Linked DNA regions of Mus musculus: region 1 is linked to region 2. Evidence: chromatin contacts called from public promoter capture Hi-C data. All regions are on one chromosome and are shown on one strand. The core of a region is the stretch at or near the end of the contact, and the rest is flanking DNA. Distances in the headings are between cores, read along the strand shown.

Region 1 (3,270 bases), core at 340-2,839, 35 kb before region 2:
ACAATTCAAATTTCTCCTTTGACACTTACTAGCTGCAGTGAGCAAGCTGCAGGGCCTCTCTGTGCCTTACTTTCAACTGTACAAACCAGGCGTGAGGCTAACATTCGTACAGTGCAAGTGGACTTTTCTAGGGCCTTATGGGTCTCACAGGGAAAGCTCTTAGATTAAAACCAGGCACAGGGCAAGAAGTACGTAGACATTTCTTGCAATTCTTGCATCTGCTTCTTTGACCCCAGATAAAGGTAAACACTAATAGTAACCCAACGTGAAGACTGCCCTGGAGTCAGCATGAGAGAGAGATGGAAGGTTCCTCGAAGCTTCTGCTCCCATCTCACTGTGTGACCTAGGGGGACTAAAGGCAGGCCTGGGAAGAGAATGAACGAATGAGATCGTCCCTCCCTCGGGACTTGTTAGTAGCTCATCAGTGACTCTGGGGCTTCTGACTGAGCAGGTCTGAGACAGGATTTGAGGATCTCCAATTCAGGCACTTCATCAGCCAGGCTGATATCTGGCCCCAGGGCCCACATCTTAAGGAGCACTGTCCTAAGGGAGCACTGTCCTAAGGATGGGAGAGGCAGACTGCAGAGTTGGCACCTGGGACTTTACTACCACTGAGTCACACGCTTAGACTGGAGAAGAGATGGCAGGGCCCTTACTTACAGTGGGTGTCGCACCTCGGGCAGGACTCTCCTCAGGGGCAGGCGGGCACTGAGTGGCTTGTTGAGGCCATCTGAGTCCGGGCCAAGTGGGGTCAGCACCTCTTCTGATTCCTCCCCATCCTCTTCGGTCCTCCAGTCCTTTTCCAGGGCTTCCTCATCCCATCTCCTGCTCCTGTGTTTGATGAACTGGTAGCTGCCCTGTCTCCTGCCCTGGCTCTGACTCCTCCTAGCTCTGGGTGAGGCCACGGCCACCAGCAGTTGATCCTCCTGCAGGGAGATGAAGGATGGCAGGCCATCCAAGAGACTGTACTCATCACCTTCAGTCTCAGCCTCCAGGACCCACTCCTGAGAGTCTCCAAAGTCCAGGCGGTACCCCGTGTCAGGGCTGTGTTTGCTGGCCTGAGCTGTGACAGCCTGGTGCAGGGTGGGCGGGGGAGGATGCAGCAGGATCACCATCATCAGGACACATCCCAGAGTCAGGAAGAGTAGGAGGAACTGAAGCCTGGAACGTCCACTCCTGGGTCGCTTCCTCGGGAGCATGTCGCAGCCACTCGCCACGAAGCAACAGGTCCTGATCAAGTTTGCTTCCTCCTTGCTATCCAGGTACCTTCAAGCTCGAAACTGAACCTGGGCTGTTCATTCCAGCTAAAAGGCTTTTTGCCATCCACCTGCACCTCTTATCCCACCAGACGTTTGCTAACGTCTATATGCTAACGTAGCATTTATAAGACCCACTGCCCTCTAGAATCAGAAAGCCACCAGAGCCTGGGCTCCTGGGTCCTCTCTGAGTGTTAGCTGTCTTCTGAGAAGGGTCTCCGGTTGTTGGCTCCTCTCTCACCCTGCTCTTGTCCATCCTGCTCTGGTGATTAGCCCATGTTCTTTCCCCCTCTGCATGAGTGGTCAGGTTCTACAAGCTGTCTGGGGCGAGTTGCTGGGGGATTCAGTCAAGCCAAGATGACAGACATCCTCCTTGGGATGCCTTGAGTCAGGTCAGAGCAACAGATGTAAAGCCGGCAGGCACGGTCGGGGTTTCCTTTCACACATACCTCCAGCTCTGCAGGAACCCTCTGCCAGATAGGACAGGGAGCCAAGTGTGCGTCTCGCTCCTGGTCCTAATGCCCCCGTGTTCCCAGGCTTTGCACAGCCACACAGCGTCACCCCAAGAGCCGATCCAAAACAGCAACCTCCCAGGAGTTCAGACTTGAGCACCATTCATAGGGAGGCATCCTCTCCCCACCCAGAAGAGCAGGAAGGAGAATTCCCTTCTGGTTTGGACAGGCTGCCAAGGTGACGCAGATGCCAGGAGCCAGCTGCCTGTCAGCACCTTCAATCTCCCAAGGCAATCTGCCTGGCTCCTTCCTGGGGCCCCACTAGCCTTTCCTTTCTAAAAGTGAGGAGCAGAGGGAGCCCTTGTAAGTCTGGCTACCTGGCTTCCTCAGAAGCACCTGGAGGCTGATGGAGGACAGGCATACTTCAAGCTCTTTCAGTCTTCAAACTCCATTTAGCTTGTACACACATAATGAGCAGCTGCCGGCCATATGCCCCCAACTGTTCCCTGGGCCAGGAGTATAACAGAGAATGAAGTCAAACTGGGACCTCCGGGTGCTTACATGACAGTGAGGGAGATGGAGAGATGGTCTGTTAGTGTCTGGAGGTCAGACTATGTCAAGGGCCAAGGGGGAGGGGCAGGGGGCGGGGGGCGGGGACGAGGCAGAGATGGGAGCTGGGGAATATGGGCTGGAGGTTAAAAATCAATCTGAAGTGGCACTGTGTGTTTCCTAGAAGAACCAGCATCTGTGTAATGGGGAGAGTCACAGAAGGAGTAACAAAGGCGAGGCTCTGAAAGGAGTGGGTCTGGTATAGGGAACAGCGGGCCAGAGCATAGCAGGCCAATCGCACTGTGATGGAGCCACTATAGGTGAGGAAGCACAAAGGAAGGGAGATAAGGAGGGCATGGTTGGAGCAGAGGCAAAAGGAGACATGACAGGAGGCAGAGCATGGTGGGCGGTGGATTACTGAGAAGTAAGGCATGCTGGGAGATGGAGCATAATGGGAAATGGGGCACAATGAGAGATGGCACAGGGCAGCGGGCATGACGGGAGGTGAAGAGCAGTCAGAGGCAGCGCAATGGGAGGGAGCATGGAGCAATGGGAGTGAAGGAAAACGGAGATGGAACATGGTTGTGTGACGGACACACGTCCCCAGAAAAGAATCCCACAGCAGACCAAAGTAATGACTGCACCAAAGTCGTTTGGTGGGTCATGAGTTTTAATTGGGGTTACTAACAGGAGTATGGGTCAGGGGTTACAGGAAGAGGGGTGGTGCAGAAAAGCAGCTGCATCATTGCAAAGCGGCCCACCATGGGTGATAGCTCATGAAAGCTGTGACCCCGAGCTCTGCACAACCTGCAGGCAGCCGAAGGGTCCAATGAATCTCTGCAGCTCCGCTGCTCAGTCTCCTTCTCAGAGGAGACCTCTATAAAGCAGGGGAGAGGTCTCTGAGAATCTTCCGGTTTCCACTTCCCAGACATGTAATCCTCTGCTCACCTCCGGAGCCTTTCCCTCCCTCCCTGGGGAGTGTTTCAGTTTGTAATGAGGCGTGGAGGGAGCAC
Region 2 (3,029 bases), core at 404-2,903:
TGATGTACTGGCTAGTTTTGTGTCAACTTGACACAGCTGGAGTTATCACAGAGAAAGGAGCTTCAGTTGGGGAAATGCATCCACGAGATCCAGGTGTAAGGCATTTTCTCAATTAGTGATCAAGAGGGGAGGTCCCCTTGTGGGTGGTGCCATCTCTGGGCTGGTAGTCTTGGGTTCTATAAGAGAGCAGGCTGAGCAAGCCAGGTGAAGCAAGCCAGTAAGGAACATCCCTCCATGGCCTCTGCATCAGCTCCTGCTTCCTGACCTGCTTGAGTTCCAGTCCTGACTTCTTTCAGTGATGAACAGCAATGTGGAAATGTAAGCTGAATAAACCCTTTCCTCCCCAACTTGTTTCTTGATCATGATGTTTGTGCAGGAATAGAAACCCTGACTAAGACAGATGATGATGATCAATAGATGATAGATTGAAAGATGATAGATAGATAGATAGATAGAGCTGGAGAGATACTTTGGTTGGTACATTGCTAGCTTTGCAAGCATAAGGACATAAGTTTGAGCCACAGAACCCATGTAAAAAAACCCAGGAAGCTAAAATGGCAGGAAACATTCTCCTGAAAACAGCCTGGTGGGACGGGGATTCTCTAAATATCAGCTTATCTTTCGTCTTTTTATGAATCTGTTTTGATTTAAAGTACAGAGTGGGACCATTTCATTAGCCAGACTTAGATCATGCAGGCTCCTTCTGTTAAGGGAAGGAGAAAGGTCTCCTCAGACTAGACTCTGGAGAAAAGAAACCCTGGCTCAAGGAAGAAAGAAAGACGTAGAGGAAAGATAAAGATGCAAGGGAAGGCAGAGGAGGGAGGGAGGGAGGGAGGGAGGGAGGGAGGGAGGGAGGGAGAGAAAGAGATCAGGATTGTTTACTCTGCTCTTCCAAAGCAGGGCATTGAGTGCAGGAGATTGAACTGAGCTCAGAGGCCAAACCCTTTGCAACCAGCATAGATCCATTCATGAAGGAAGCCCTCAAAGATCCCAACTCCTAACCCTGTTGCATTGGGGACTATGTTCCCGTCGTGCCCTTTGGGGAGACACATTCAAAACACAGCAGGTAGTAAAAAACAGTTTGAAAACCTTTACAGAGAATTTCATGGATAGAAGATCATATGAGCTACATTAGTGACAAAGCTGAAAAACTTTACAGTTAAGCAAGTTTGATGCTAGCTGGCTTAAATAGCAGAGAGAATCCTGTTTAACACTCTGTGATGGGTTAGCTTTGCCCATCGGACACAGCCTATACCGACCTTGGAAAAGAGTCACAATCCAGGATTGTCTACCTTGGGTTGGTTTGAGGCTGTGTGTTGTGTAACAGTTTCATCCGAGATTGAAACATTCCATCCCACAGGGAAGCTTCCTTAATCAGGAAGGTAAACAACTCAAAATAGCTTCGGGAAGTCTGAAACTGACCAGATCCAATAATCCCTCTCTGTCTGAATCAGCAGTCAGAACTGAGAGCTGAGACAAGCCAAACTCGGAAGATGGCTCAAAGATCAGAGCAGCTGCCTGGAAGAGCTTTAGACGAACTGGGAGACCTAGAAGGACACGCTCCAATTTAACTGCCTTCAGGCTGCGCAGCATATCCCAGCCTCCCTGCTTTGTGGGAATCTGGGGTGGGCTTTGGTTATGCAGCTGTCTTTGAATCATTTCTGCTCCTGTAAGGAACCCCAATATGAATCACTAAGCAGGACTTTGGTGGTACTCATACTTAGGTCTGTTGTGGGTGGATAGGCTTGTGTGTTGCATCTCTGAAGGAAAAGTTATGTCAGACAACAACATGTCTATGGGGGTGGGGGATTACCTTAATAAAGTTAATTGATGTGGGAAGATCCAGCCCACTTTGGCAGAATCTAGGCAGGGGTCTCAGGGGGCCAGGAATAGACACACAAACCACTCAGTCACCAATCTCAGTCAGGTGGGGATGGTGTGTTGAACGCACACTCCAAGACTGATTAATCAGACATGCAGTCAGAAGTCAGGATCTAAAACTGCGACCACACACAATCCTCAGAACCAGTTTTTATATGGGAAAAACAGCTGAACAAGTGCATTTGTGACATTTACAACATATAGGCTGTCTAGACCAAGCAGCACTGTCTGACGCTTAAGCTGATAGTCTGGGTCTAGAGGCAAGGAAGCTAGGGGTTTTAGGGCCCAAGAATTACTGAAGGAAGATCCCAGACTCAAATAGTATGCACAGGTAAAGAACATTTATTCTACAGATATTAGCAGTATGAAGGGGTCAACCATTCATCAAAATGGCAACCCCTTAGGGGATTGCAGGCTCCTTTTTAGACAGGGCTAGGGGAATTTTCTAGAAGGGTTAGGTAGCCTCTAATATAATTGATAGGGGGCAAAGCGGTGACATTAGTACAATTCTGATTGGTTGCTAAGTTAGTTTCATTATATTTGGTGAGACCTTGAAGAATTTTAGAAACCAACTCTGTTCTGGCCTTGTTATCTCCTCCAACTAGATGTCCCAGGAGCTGACTCAGATCCAGACCTGTCCTCCCTAAGTCAGGGTCAGCAATGACTAAATGCCCATTGTCAGTGCCTCATACTGGGGGGCCTAGCTTGCTTGCCTGGGAATTGAAAACTTTTTATTCCCTAGGTTTTTGGACCTTTCAGGGGATCTCCAGAGTCCACCAGGCTCTGAGGCTTGGTGACAAATTACAAGTTGTTTTTGTCAGGGCAAGGAACAGTAAGTCAAGTTAAGGTCACGAGTTACAAAATGAAGCTACAAGATGACAATATGGCAGAGCTATTGTCAAGTTTTAATATTTAACAGTCATAAATTGTAAAAAGTGGAGAAAATGAATTGAGCCCAAGCAAGCATGCATGAGGCAAGCTGTTCCAAGTTCCTCCCTATATTTCCTGATCGTTACAGACTGCAGCCTAAAAGTGTAGACCAAAAGACACCTTCTGCCCTTGGTTTCTTTATGTCAGGGCATTTCATCCCAGCCACCTATCACACAATACAGTGACCAGTTGGTCATCAACTCTGGGAGAGAGGGAGA

The links. Promoter capture Hi-C pulls out the DNA fragments that hold promoters and counts their contacts.
Region 1: a promoter capture Hi-C map of liver shows a contact between it and region 2. The contact joins the promoter of Galnt15 here to the enhancer-like site in region 2. A contact is called at or near these places in 4 of 39 promoter capture datasets (the HPC-7 cell line, embryonic stem cells, liver and 1 more), 1 of 15 datasets of contacts at CTCF or cohesin (the NIH/3T3 cell line), 6 of 484 Hi-C or Micro-C datasets (cardiomyocytes, cerebral cortex, embryonic fibroblasts and 2 more), 6 of 115 datasets of contacts at active chromatin or transcription factors (embryonic fibroblasts, embryonic midbrain, embryonic stem cells and 3 more) and 4 of 9 other capture datasets (adipose tissue, liver, macrophages and 1 more).

Annotation. Positions count from the first base shown.
Region 1 is chr14:32,027,422-32,030,691 of GRCm38.p6, reverse strand. It overlaps Galnt15 (polypeptide N-acetylgalactosaminyltransferase 15), which reads right to left and starts at 1,589. Exons shown (of 10, transcript NM_030166.3): 1 at 661-1,589. The coding sequence starts at 1,199.
Region 2 is chr14:31,992,630-31,995,658 of GRCm38.p6, reverse strand. No RefSeq gene overlaps it. Among named protein-coding and RNA genes, the nearest start is that of Galnt15, 35 kb to the left of the region's middle. Within about 2 kb of position 1,653, at least 30 of the 459 cell types and tissues checked have an H3K27ac peak or open chromatin away from gene starts, as enhancers often do. A contact at or near this core is called in extraembryonic endoderm stem cells, liver and muscle stem cells, where this site is marked.